Linked DNA regions of Mus musculus: all the other regions are linked to region 2. The links are chromatin contacts, called in public HiChIP or PLAC-seq maps. All regions are on one chromosome and are shown on one strand. The core of a region is the stretch at or near the end of the contact, and the rest is flanking DNA. Distances in the headings are between cores, read along the strand shown.

Region 1 (4,368 bases), core at 1,299-3,798, 40 kb after region 2:
CCCTGAGTCTAACTTGCATTCAGACCCACTGGATAACTTTATACTAGGGATCGTGAGTAACAGATCAGCAAGTGGATCTGAGCATCGTGTTCAGTGGGCAGCAGGAGGTTTTCTCATGGAGAGGAAGGAACATAAAAAGGATCCACAGGAGGACACTTACCAGGCTGGGGTTGATGCCTACACTCTGCGCGGCTTCAAATGCCAACAGGAGATTCCTTTTCTGTATTAAGGAAGACAATGAGAATGGCTGAGAGAAGGGACTGCAGGTGACACGCTACAGAGTACTCACTGCACAAAACAAGTAGCCCCAAGCCAACCATGCAGACCCGCTCTGCCTCAGGAAGGAAAGGCTAACATGTTACAGCTACCACTGGGAAAATGACATTGGCTGACACATGACTAGAGACAAACTTTTTGTTGCTTTGTGGCTTTTCGAGCTTTGTAACATTCACCACATTCTGCTGCATTTTGTTTTTTCCCACAGGGCTATGTCACAAATGATAATCAAGCTGGGTGCGGCATCGATGCACTTCCAGCTTAGGCAGGAGGATTGCCTAGGGCTACATAGTGAGACCTGATCTTAATAAAATTATGAAAGCCATACCTGAAGGTAGTTAAATACAGCCAAATAAAAAACTGTTCCCTCCCTCAATCTGAGTCCTCCAGAGAAGCGCTTTCTAGTCTGTCTTTATCTTCTATAGTGATCTCTTGCTGACTGTAATCTTACACCACTATTTATTTTGAAATTTTTACTTAGGTGTGTGTGTGCACCATGGCTGGCCTATGATGGTCAGAGGGCAACTTGTTGAGATTTGGTTCCAATCCTTCTTCTGCCGTTTGCTTTCCCCCTATAGGTTCTGCTGGCTCCAGACTTCTCTTACTGGAGAACTGTCCCTTAGCATCTGGTTTCTTACTCATTTTGGGTTTGTGTGAAGTTTCTAACACCCTCCTCGAAGCCCGTTGCTCCGGTCCTCACACAGAGGGTCTGCCTCACGTTTGATACAGGTGTCCTTGGACTACTGCTCACTTCCTACTTGTCAAATTCTGAAGCTCTTAGTCACTATTATTATCCAACGAAATCTTTGTACCCCGAGGACCTCCCAGAACCTCTCAAGGAGAAACATGTTCCAGATGCATCCATACAGAAAAATCATTTTTTACCATCATGCTTGGTTAATAGTGGTGGTACCGAGAATTCTAGGCTGAAAATAATTCTCTTGTAAACTCGAGCAGCTGTCTCCTGCTTTGTTTTCAGACTCTTCCTGGCCTTCTCTGACATCTCTGTACATATAATCTCAATTACTTGTCGTGCAGTCCCACCTCAATAATTCATAGTAAAGCCATTAAGTTTTAGAAATTTAACTAGATATTTTAAGTATAATTGAGAAGTATGTTCACGCATAATTTTGCAATTTGATATATTTAGGTTTTTTCTTCTTCCCTAGCTCTAGGGATTGAACCCAGGTGTTGTGTATGCTAGGTAAGCACTTTTCCAGTCACATTCAAAGTTTATATATAAGCTAGGTGTGCATTTGTGCCCACAGCTCTTTAAGCAGCTAAGGGAATAAGATCACTGGAATCCACGAGTTCCAGGTCACTTACACATAACTTTCTGTGTTTCCATTTTCCCATGGTCTTCACTGTGCCCTGTCTAAACATTAGGCTCTGGGCCAAAAGGTGCCTTGACACTGAAGTCAGTGCTGCTGTATAAACTTCATCAGAGGAAAAGCAGACTCGTCTGTGCTTTTTCCTAGCCCGGGGGAAGCTGCTGCTCAGTGGTGAGACTGCCCAGTCCACCGGCCTTTGTCCTTGACACCCAGGGAGACTAATGGGCAATGACTGGCAAATGCACCCTTATTTCTGAGACACTGCTCTGCTCTGCTGAGCAGACCCAGTAATGGGTCCTTCCAGCCCATGCTAGAAGAGCAATCCCTATTTTGGTGCTAATGTTTGCTTTGCTCTTACTCTAAGTCCCTTTGCTTAGGCCAGCTTTTAGGTTACATTGCTGAGGAAGCTGAGCTATGAGCAATTCTTACGGCTCATGTGATTGTAATGCCAAACTACTTCCTAAGAAGGCAGCTCCTATAATCATGTTCTTTTTCTTCCTGTGTCTTTATCTGCCAAATGTGTCAGGCTAAACATGGTATTTTATTGTTTTAATTTGTATTATTAGGTTACTAATAAGGTCTAAAGAGAAGGCATTTCTAAACCAAACATTTTAATTAGAATTCTGCTAAGATTCTAGTATGATTCAGATAAAAATATGTTTTCTAAGTAGAAACTGAGCACGGAATAAATAGTCCATCTTGGAAAATTGCCTCAAAATGCTCTGAAATGGCATTACATAGAACTTGTCAGGGGAGATTTTTGTTGTGGTGGTGGTGGTAGTCATAAAAATTATTTTTGCTTATTTTGATGTTAACAGGACACCCATGCCCAGGGGTAACTATCTTAATACCCTCTCACTGCACACTGCTGTGATGCTGTGCTGAGGCCAGAGAGCAGAAGAGTGTGTGCCCAGTGAGGCGGACGGAGGAGAGCCATTGTCCTCAGGCCATGAGCTGTGCTTCAGTGGAAGAGAGGCAATTCCTCAGTGCCTGCCCTGTGTGTGGGGTGGTGTGAGCCTGGGACCTTCCACTTCAGGGCAACCTGTTTCTATCTGATGCAGAACTTGGTTGGTCCCCAGCTTGGCTGGTAGGATCATACTGGCACAATGTCTTTCTGTAAATAAGTGGGAGAAAGGATCTGATTCACACTCATATTAGATTTCAGATGCCAACATAATCACTCTCTACTCTACAACCTGGCTCTGGGCCTCTTGGAAGAGCTTGCACAAGCCGATATCTGAAGACTATTTCCAGTGAAAGCAAAATACCTCACCCACACCTTGCACCTACTGTAATGTACACCCTGCCACTGAATATCCATTTAATACCATACAAGATATCCTTGTTTATTTAAGGCACGGGCTCATGTAGCCCAGTCTAGCCTTGACCTTATTATGTAGCTAACGATGATTCTGAACTCCTGATCTTCCTATCTTTACCTCCCAAGCGCTGGGTTTATGGGATGCACCACTGTGCCCAGTTCTTATTTTTAATTCTGAATTAATTAATTTTCTTTGGTGCTGGAGATGAAGTCCAGGCCCTCACTCACAAAGACACCCTGGGCTCTATCTACCATGGAGCCCAAAGCCTTTATCATACTATTTTTATATTTCAATTTTAGTGGATTCTTACAAACAGTCTGTTTCTCCTAGTACCCTTTTTGGTGGTTGTGGAATACCCTCATACTGAGTACATAAGACTGCAGGGCAGAGTCTGGACCATGTTCACCTATCCAGGAGGGCCTGTGGTAGCCATATTCCCTTTGAAGCCCAATATCAAACATGTCCTTTCTGCCCAGTGCTACTAATGTCTCAGGGAAATTATCCTCATCAAAAGTTCCACGCATGTTCAGTTGATGTTGTTTGTATTGATGGGCTTCTGTTGACACATGATTTTAACAACATTCCTCCGTAATGGATGAATCTGGCCTCTTGGTATATCCCACCCCTGTTTGTCATACCCTGAGCTGTAGCCATTGATTCTCCCCTTAGGGTATAGCCAGGGTGAAGCCAGATATTTCTTTGGGGAGTAGTGGTCCAGGGGTGACTGACAGAGTCCTAGATGTTGGAACTCAAGCTCAACTAGAGTTGGCAGGGAGCTGTGAAGCCAAACAGATCTGAGCGTGACACCCCTGGTGTGTGACACTGACTCTCCATCTCATAGTGGTCCTTCACCACTGACACTCTTTGATGACATCAGCAAAGATCTAGAAAAAGAAACTCAGCCAGATGTGTGGGAACCAGGGGCCCCTATCCTATAACAGTGACAAGAATGGGAATACTGATGCCAGCCTGCCCTGATGCTCCTGAGCAGCTGGCAAGGTGCCTGATGCAGGAACTTCAGGGATTCAGGGTGAGGTTTTGGTCACCAGGAAGCAATGCTCATGATACTAAGTGTGAGAGCAAACACTCACAGGCCCATTCTTTTCAGACAGATCTGAATTGATTCAAGGTCAAAGAAGCTAGGCCTGTTGACTACAGATAAACAATTCACTTCCAGGAAGACTCAGGTTTTAGGTTGTGTGGGTGTGTAGGTGCTTAAGTTTAACTTGCTGCCATTTTTGGAGGGACTGTTGATTATTTTGAAGTTTGCTATGCTCACTATTTACATAATTATTTTGTAACATCACGTCAGAGGGGAGTGGAGAATCAGTAGGGGTGGGGAGGGAATGCCACCTAGGTCACAGTCAGATGTCCTGCTGTGCCTCAGCCTCTGCAATGGCTGATGGCCTCCTTCTAGTTCCCTCTGCTGGATCATTCTC
Region 2 (4,297 bases), core at 536-3,035:
AATCAATTCCCTAGACACATTTCTCCTATAAACGCCAGCTTACTACCATCAGGATCCTCTTCTAGAAACAGCAAGGGGATCCCTTTTCACATCTCTCAAACACTGGTATCTCACACACAGCCCTGTGAGACGACAGGTGGACGGCTGAGGACACAGTGCCACTCTGCCGGACACAGCATCCGGAACCACAACCTCATCTACAGTATGCAGGTGACAGTGTCTGTCCTCTGGACGCTTCGAGGTTTAAAGAATGTACATTTAATTAGAGTTGCCAGGCACACGGTCAGAGCCCACGGAGTTCTTGCCTTTCTCTTCCTACTCTTGTGACTCAGTTTCCTCAACTCAGCTCCAACTCTAAAGAGATCCAAAGCTCACTTCAGAAATGCTAAAGGGCCCAGGCACTACCAAGGAGCAGCAAACTCAACTTTAAATTTATTAGCTACAAGTGGAAGCCACTTCCCCAACTGACTGACTCCCTGCCCTGGATCCTGTTTTCCCATCATGGAATAAGGAGAAAGTGATTTAGGTATACTCTGAGAGCCAGCGAACAGGGAGCCCTCACCAGTTTTCTGGGCCTCTTCAGGCTCCTGGGCACTGCAGCAGTATACAAATAAGGTTACACAATGGGCTAGAGGCTCTAAGACTGTCTTGTCAGTGTTCACTGAACCAGTAAGCACAGTAGCTCTTTAAAATGTCTGGGAATACTTTGAGCCACCGCGAAGCTAGTAGGGACCAATGTTCCTAGAGTTTCCCATCAGAGTTGAGCCTGGCTGCCTCATTTCGAAGTAGGCACATTTTAAAGCTGTGTCGTTAGACCCTATGACCCTTCTAAAAGTACCAATTCCAGCGTCTAAAGTTGCCTCGTTCTTAGCTGAAGCTTCTCCGCGCCCTTTCCGCACAGGACTGCATCTGGCAGCAGCTTTGATCTGCATGCCCGACTCCGGGCAGCAGCTCTGTCTCTCCAGAGGGCCGGGAACGTCCACAAAACTTAAGGAATCTAGAGCTTCCTGAGCCCTTCCTTGGCAGGTAACTCGTCGGACGAGCACTTCTCAACGCCCCTAAGGGTGTTCTTATGCAGATTCCCTAAACTAGGGGCAATTAGAGCATCCCTGACTCCAAAAGGGGACCCAGTCAGTGGCCTGTTCTGTCAACCCAGGAGAGTCTTGATAGCCGGCAGAACAAGCGTGCTGGAGAAAGTGCGTCCTCCACTCCAGTGCCCAGCGTGCTCCTAATCTGGCCCATCTGGGAGTCCAGAAAGTAAAACCGTGGGCCTGGAGAGGGCGCCCCTCTTTAGAACTTTAACCCGGCCAAGGCAAGAAAGATTCGTCTCACCTGAGCGGGACGCGAATGGCCAGATATCGGTCGACAGCCACCGCCAAGAGGCTAAAGATGGAGCTCTGTGTGAGCACCAGCACGAAGCAGGCGAGGAAGAGGCAGCCGTGGAAGTCCGTGCAGAAGCCCAAGCTGATGGTGATGGCAAAGGGGATGGCGAAGAGTCCCACGGCCACGTCTGCCGTCGCCAGGGATACCAGAAAGTAGTTGGTGGGGGTCTGTAATGCACTCGAGGCTCCCACCGCGGCGCACACCAGCACGTTGCCCGCCACCGCCAGCGCAGCGATAACCAGCTCCAGCGCCACGTACAGCGCGTCTTGCGTCTCTAGCTGCATGGCCGGGCCAGCCGGGCCCGGGGAGTCCTCTACTGGGGTAGTGTCGGGCTCAGGACAGCTGCTAGGGTGCCGCCAGGCATGGCCACAGCGCTGAGACCGCGCGTCCCAAGCTGGGTCTGCGCCGCCCAGCCAGTGCGCTCCGGACGGGGGCGGGGGCGTGGCCTTACGGGGGCGGCGCCCATTGGCCGGCTGCCAGGAGCCGGTCTTGGCCCCGCCCCCTGCCTAGGGTCCTTGCTCCAGCTGCTCCTGAGCTCGGGGAAGGATGGGTTCCCGAATTTCCCTCGGGCGGGAGAGGGACACATTCAGGAAAGACACCTCGAAGCTTCACCACTTCCCGCCCGAGCGCGAAGTCCCAGACTTCACCCTGTCCCGCGCCCGATCTGCACACTCTGAACTGACGCCCCTGCAAGGTGTCCATACTCCCCAGCACCGGAGCTGCACCCCAGGTCCGGGCCCGGGCTTCCTCTCAGTGCTGCATTCTCCGCGCGGCCCCTAATCCACCCGATCCCGTGGTCTCCGCTGCCCCGCCAGGGTGCTCGCCGGCTCAGCCCTGCGCTCTCCAGCCCACTTATCCAAGACCGGCTTCCGCTCACTTGCGGCGCCGCCTCTTCCCAGACACTGCCGCCTTCATCCACTCCAAGAAGGGTGCTGAGCGCCCACACCTGTGGGTGATCTGTCCTTCCTGCCACCTGTAAGAAGCCCCCAGCGCCCTCCACCGCCTTCAACTCCACACTTCTCTCCTAGCGAGCCCTGGCTGCTCCTTGGCGTTTGGAGTCCTTAATCCTTCTAGAACACAGCTTCTGCCCCGCGGAAGCTGCTACCTGTAGTCACCAGCCAGGATGGTTAAGGAGTTTGTCAACACAACAAAGATGACTGAAAAAAAAAAGATTAAGCTGAACTAAAACACGGGTGACCTCTAAACAGCTTCTTTGAAGAATAACGGGTTTTTTCTTGGGGTTTTTTTTTTGGTTTTTCGAGACAGGGTTTCTCCGTGTAGCCTTGGCTGTCCTGGAACTCACTTTGTAGACCAGGCTGGCCTCGAACTCAGAAATCTGCCTGCTTCTGTCTCCCAAGTGGTGGGATTAAAGGCGTGCGCCACCACGCCGGGCTGATTTTTTTTTTTTTTTTTTTTAATGTTGTGGCTGGATTAGCTCTCTCTGAGTATGAGTATGGGCGTGGGGGAGGGGAAAAGTGCGTTGAATTACACTTTCTGCATGGCTGTATGATATATATAAAGTACATTTCAGGGTTAGCTGTAATATTAACAGCAAATCCCCCACGAGCCCACTCATAGCATAGACAAAATCACCAAAGCACACAGAGTACATGTTCTATCTGGGTATTTTAAGGGTTTGGTTTTTTTTTTTTTTTTTTTTTTTGTTTATTTGTTTGGTTTTTTTGTTTTTTGTTTTTTTGGATTTTTGGTGTTTTTTTTGGGGGGTGTTTTGTTTTGTTTTTGTTTTTGTTTTTGTTTTTTTCTAGACAGGGTTTCTCTGTATAGCTCTGGCTGTCCTGGAACTCGCTTTGTAAACCAGGCTGGCCTCGAACTCAGAAATCTGCCTGCCTCTGCCACCCAAGTGCACCACCACGCCCGTCTTTTTTTCTATTTTCTGTGTTGAGAAAAAAAAAAAAAACCTTATTTAAAAAAATACCTTACTATTTATATGTTTTCCACAAAATATTGGCCCTGGTCACCTGAGTTTTGATAGCATCTGCTTCACCTTCACGAAGAACCTGACACTGGCTTCTGCCTCTTAACACAGATGACAAGCTGGAACCTCAGAGAGGTCAGATAACGGGTACACGACTTGAAATGGGAAGAGGAAAGAGAGGCTTCTAGGAGTGAGCTGCAAAGTGGGCGTTTGGCAGTGATCACTATGGCGCATGGAGCTGAATGGGGCAGAGGTGGGGGAAGGGCTTGCCGCCAACAGCCATGGCCAGGAGAGGAGAGAAAAGAAAGCGTTTCCCACTAGGATAGAATGCCAGGGAAGCTGTGGTGCCAGCCCCAGGGGATCGCCAAGCAAGGACCAGAACTTTAGGAACGCGCATGAGCATTTTCTGGACCCAGATGTCCATGTCCCCTATGGAGCCTACCCACCCTTCCTCAGCAGACCTCACCAGAAAGAAAGCTGTGCCCAGTCTACAAGTCTGCTGTGTTCCATGTTAACAGTCACCTGCCAGCAAAGCTTCCCTCCTCTCTGCCCACTCCCACATATCTATCCTCAAGTGCCCCTTGACTCACCAACCATCTCTACCTTTCCACAAGTTTCATCTGAAATGAGCTTCTTCCAACCCAGGGTCATGCTAGGATTTGAACTAGACTCACGGGGCCCATGAGGTGGCAGAAGTTAGTGGTTATGGAATGTCATTTGGCAAACAAGAGTGAACACAGGAGGGAGTCATGGGGATCTTGTCTTGAGAGGAATGGAACCCATTGAGAGACCCTGTATCAAAAATCACGACGTGGGGGTGGTGGGGTGGTGGTGGTGGTGACAGGAATAGCACCAGCATCGACTTCGACTTAAAGAATCAATAAAATCTGTCTCATTTTTTAATCTTTTTTTTTTTTTTTTGAGACAGGATCTATGTAGCCCAGGCTAGTCAAAGACATATATTATATTATATTATAT
Region 3 (3,978 bases), core at 255-2,754, 64 kb after region 2:
TCTTCCCCCAAATTTCTTTCCTGTACTATTCGAAGGATTAATTTCCATTTCAAACTTGAGAAGATTTAGAATCCGGATGGAAACAAATCTCTAGGGAAATGGCAGAGGGGTGTTCTAGAGCGGGCTTATTAAGGTGGGAGACATCCTTAGTCTGAGCATCATCATTTCCTGCTAGGGTCCTGGATTAGATGAAATCGAGAAAAAGAGCTAACAGCAACATTCATTCCAGTTTCCTGACTTTGGAGTCAATGTGACCAGCTGCTTCAGGTTCCTGCTGCCCTGACTTCTCCACCATGATGGACTGTACCCTGAAAGTGTGAAGCCAGAGTAAATTCTTCCTTCGTTTACTTTGACCGTCTTGTAAAGGGAGAGACAAGAAACTAATACAGCTGCCTTTCTATTAAGTAATTAGCTTTACTCTTCTTCAGTTACCTTTTCTATAAAGCACATGGTTATCTGTCAGCTAAACTGGTATCCACATTCCAGGCTCAGGCGTTCTAGAACTCCTCAGTTCCTTCTAACTGAGGCTTATCTATACCCATTAATTCACTCAAGGAATGAACCATCTTTATTAATGATTCAACTCCGTAGGCTGGGAGAATTCATTGAACAGTGTTAACGTATGACATAACACCCAACAACTTTAAGGAAGAAAGGTTCATTTTTGCTCACAGCTACGGCCCGTTGTTTATCCCTGCAGCAAGGATACAGCAGAGAGAAAGCTATCATTTCTTGGAAGTCAGGATGAAGAGGTGAGTCAAAGATAAGAACAAGGCACAACCTTCAGGGCTGGAGAGATGGCTTAGCGGCTAAAAGCACTATCTGCTCTCCCAGAGGACCCAGGTTCAATTCCCAGCACCCACATGGCAGCTTCTGACCACTTCACACAGTCTTATACGCAGGCAGAACACCAATGAACAAGAAATAGGAATAAACTGTATATATAAAACGATACACCCTTCAAAGGCCCACCCCCATGACTGACTCCTTCCATTAGGTCCCACCTCTTAATACTCATTCAGCTATGAGCTTGACCATACATCTCTAATTTAACAGCACCACTAGCTGGGCCCAAGTCATTAACACTTGAGCCACTGGGAACATTTAATATCCAAACCACCCAGGGTGGAATCTGCCCTGTGGCTCTTGCATTTGTAGCTATAGCCAGATGCTTTGTGTGTAAAGTTCTGAGGGACATACAGATATAATGAAACATGGTCCCTATCCTGTTTCACGCACCAGATGTGAAACAACAGGCAGGACAAGACATACGGAGTCTGGGAAGTAGAGGGGACAATTTGTGGCTGCCCTTAGAGAGTGAGGGAGTCACTACCAGGGTTCCCTACACAGTTCTAGGAACTCAGGAGACAGAAGTCTGGGGTATGCTCTTTCTTTCCTTTATTGCGTAAATGAGGGGAAAAAAAGACAAGTCAGATTGTGACTTCTTTCCGTTGTCATAAAAGCAGTGGTTTGACTATGACTCCAGGAAGATGAGTCACCATTTCTGGCCTTCAGTCTCCTGTTTCTTACCAAGATGCTGGATCGTATCAGTGGTTTTGAAATGGTTAGTTACGGAACCTGTTCCTCCAGCTACCATTTCTGCAGAAGCTTTCTAAAGGTAGGATTTGAAAACCACACAATTCAGTCTTTTCTTTTGCTTCCATTTGCACTGGCCAATACAACAGTCACTAATTAATTGAAATTATAACATAAAAATTTTAAATTCCTCAGCCACTTTTGAAGTACTCAATAGCCTCATCTGTGGCTACTGGATCAGACACTGCAGATAAATACCAGAACCATCATCATAGATTTCTATGAACAGCACTACCTGTTGAGCATTCCTCTCTCCCAAACCCCCATCTCTGTCTCTCTCTCTCTGTCTGTCTGTCTATCTGTCTCTCTCTCTCTGTCTCTGTCTCTCTCTCACATACTCTCGCTCTCTCTCTCTCTCTCTCTCTCTCTCACACACACACACACACACACACACACACATTTTGTGCAAATACTAGCATGTTGAGCATGCCTTTCTAGAGGTAGGTCCTTTTACACAAGTAGATAAAATGCTACACTGAAGAGACCAGGAGAGTGGATCCAAAGCTTGGTCACTTACTAGTGCCCCTGACTGATTGCTTAACCTTTTAAGCTGTAATTTCCATATCTTTGAAATGCATATGTGTGGTGCTTAATTCTGATTGTCAACTTGGTGATTTAAGAAATGCCTAAGGCATGCAGGGATGGTTCAATATACGGAAATCCATCAATGTAATCCAGTATATAAACAAACTCAAAAACAAAAACCACATGATCATCTCGTTAGATGCTGAGAAAGCATTTGACAAAATCCAACACCCATTCATGATAAAAGTCTTGGAAAGATCAGGAATTCAAGGCCCATACCTAAACATGATAAAAGCAATCTACAGCAAACCAGTAGCCAACATCAAAGTAAATGGTGAGAAGCTGGAAGCAATCCCACTAAAATTAGGGACTAGACAAGGCTGTCCACTCTCGCCCTACCTATTCAACATTATACTTGAAGTCCTAGCCAGAGCAATTAGACAACAAAAAGAGATCAAGGGGATACAAATTGGAAAGGAAGAAGTCAAAATATCACTTTTTGCAGATGATATGATAGTATATATAAGTGACCCTAAAAATTCCACCAGAGAACTCCTAAGCCTGATAAACAGCTTCAATGAAGTAGCTGGATATAAAATTAATTCAAACAAGTCAATGGCCTTTCTGTACACAAAGGATAAACAGGCTGAGAAAGAAATTAGGGAAACAACACCCTTCTCAATAGTCACAAATAATATAAAATACCTTGGCGTGGCTCTAACTAAGGAAGTGAAAGATCTGTATGATAAGAACTTCAAGTCTCTAAAGAAAGAAATTAAAGAAGATCTCAGAAGATGGAAAGATCTCCCATGTTCATGGATTGGCAGGATCAACATTGTAAAAATGGCTATCTTGCCAAAAGCAATCTACAGATTCAATGCAATCCCCATCAAAATTCCAACTCAATTCTTCAACGAATTAGAAAGGGCAATCGGCAGATTCATCTGGAATAACAAAAAACCTAGGATAGCAAAAACTCTTCTCAAGGATAAAAGAACCTCTGGTAGAATCACCATGCCGGACCTAAAACTATACTACAGAGCAATTGTGATCAAAACTGCATGGTACTGGTATAGTGACAGACAAGTAGACCAATGGAACAGAATTGAAGACCCAGAGATGAATCCACACACCTATGGTCACTTGATCTTTGACAAGGGAGCTAAAACCATCCAGTGGAAAAAAGACAGCATTTTCAACAAATGGTGCTGGCACAACTGGCGGTTATCATGTAGAAGAATGCGAATTGATCCATTTCTATCTCCTTGTACTAAGGTCAAATCTAAGTGGATTAAGGAACTCCACATAAAACCAGAGACACTGAAACTTATAGAGGAGAAAGTAGGGAAAAGCCTCGAAGATATGGGTACAGGGGAAAAATTCCTGAATAGAACAGCAATGGGTTGTGCTGTAAGATCAAGAATCGATAAATGGGACCTCATAAAATTGCAAAGCTTTTGTAAGGTAAAAGACACTGTCAATAAGACAAAAAGGCCACCAACAGATTGGGAAAGGATCTTTACCTATCCCAAATCGAATAGGGGACTAATATCCAATATATATAAAGAACTCAAGAAGGTGGACTCCAGAAAATCAAATAACCCCATTAAAAATGGGGCTCAGAGCTGAACAAAGAATTCTCACCTGAGGAATACCGAATGGCAGAGAAACACCTGAAAAAATGTTCAACATCCTTAATCATCAGGGAAATGCAAATCAAAACAACACTGAGATTCCACTTCACTCCAGTCAGAATGGCTAAGATCAAAAACTCAGGTGACAGCAGATGCTGGCGAGGATGTGGAGAAAGGGGAACACTCCTCCATTGTTGGTGGGATTGCAAGCTTGTACAACCAC

The links. HiChIP or PLAC-seq counts read pairs in DNA pulled down with a chosen protein or histone mark.
Region 1: a contact with region 2 is called in an H3K4me3 HiChIP or PLAC-seq map of bone marrow-derived macrophages, with 3 times the contacts expected there. The contact joins the enhancer-like site here to the promoter of Adora2b in region 2. A contact is called at or near these places in 1 of 15 datasets of contacts at CTCF or cohesin (the NIH/3T3 cell line), 3 of 484 Hi-C or Micro-C datasets (the C2C12 cell line, Th2 cells and bone marrow-derived macrophages), 6 of 115 datasets of contacts at active chromatin or transcription factors (CD8 T cells, bone marrow-derived macrophages, embryonic stem cells and 1 more) and 2 of 9 other capture datasets (adipose tissue and liver).
Region 3: a contact with region 2 is called in a BATF HiChIP or PLAC-seq map of CD8 T cells, with 23 read pairs. The contact joins the enhancer-like site here to the promoter of Adora2b in region 2. A contact is called at or near these places in 2 of 39 promoter capture datasets (macrophages and neutrophils), 1 of 15 datasets of contacts at CTCF or cohesin (the NIH/3T3 cell line), 11 of 484 Hi-C or Micro-C datasets (the C2C12 cell line, Th1 cells, Th2 cells and 7 more), 9 of 115 datasets of contacts at active chromatin or transcription factors (CD8 T cells, the HPC-7 cell line, the NIH/3T3 cell line and 4 more) and 3 of 9 other capture datasets (adipose tissue, embryonic stem cells and liver).

What each region holds. Positions count from the first base shown.
Region 1 is chr11:62,207,496-62,211,863 of GRCm38.p6, reverse strand. It overlaps Specc1 (sperm antigen with calponin homology and coiled-coil domains 1), which reads right to left. Exons shown (of 15, transcript NM_001281818.1): 14 at 161-220. Among named protein-coding and RNA genes, the nearest start is that of Adora2b, 39 kb to the left of the region's middle. Within about 2 kb of position 2,548, at least 15 of the 459 cell types and tissues checked have an H3K27ac peak or open chromatin away from gene starts, as enhancers often do. A contact at or near this core is called in bone marrow-derived macrophages, where this site is marked.
Region 2 is chr11:62,246,472-62,250,768 of GRCm38.p6, reverse strand. It overlaps Adora2b (adenosine A2b receptor), which reads right to left and starts at 1,785. Exons shown (of 2, transcript NM_007413.4): 1 at 1,333-1,785. The coding sequence starts at 1,667.
Region 3 is chr11:62,182,602-62,186,579 of GRCm38.p6, reverse strand. The region is part of intron 12 of Specc1 (sperm antigen with calponin homology and coiled-coil domains 1); the gene reads right to left. Among named protein-coding and RNA genes, the nearest start is that of Gm39985, 38 kb to the right of the region's middle. Within about 2 kb of position 1,504, at least 68 of the 459 cell types and tissues checked have an H3K27ac peak or open chromatin away from gene starts, as enhancers often do. A contact at or near this core is called in the C2C12 cell line, CD8 T cells, the HPC-7 cell line and 6 more, where this site is marked.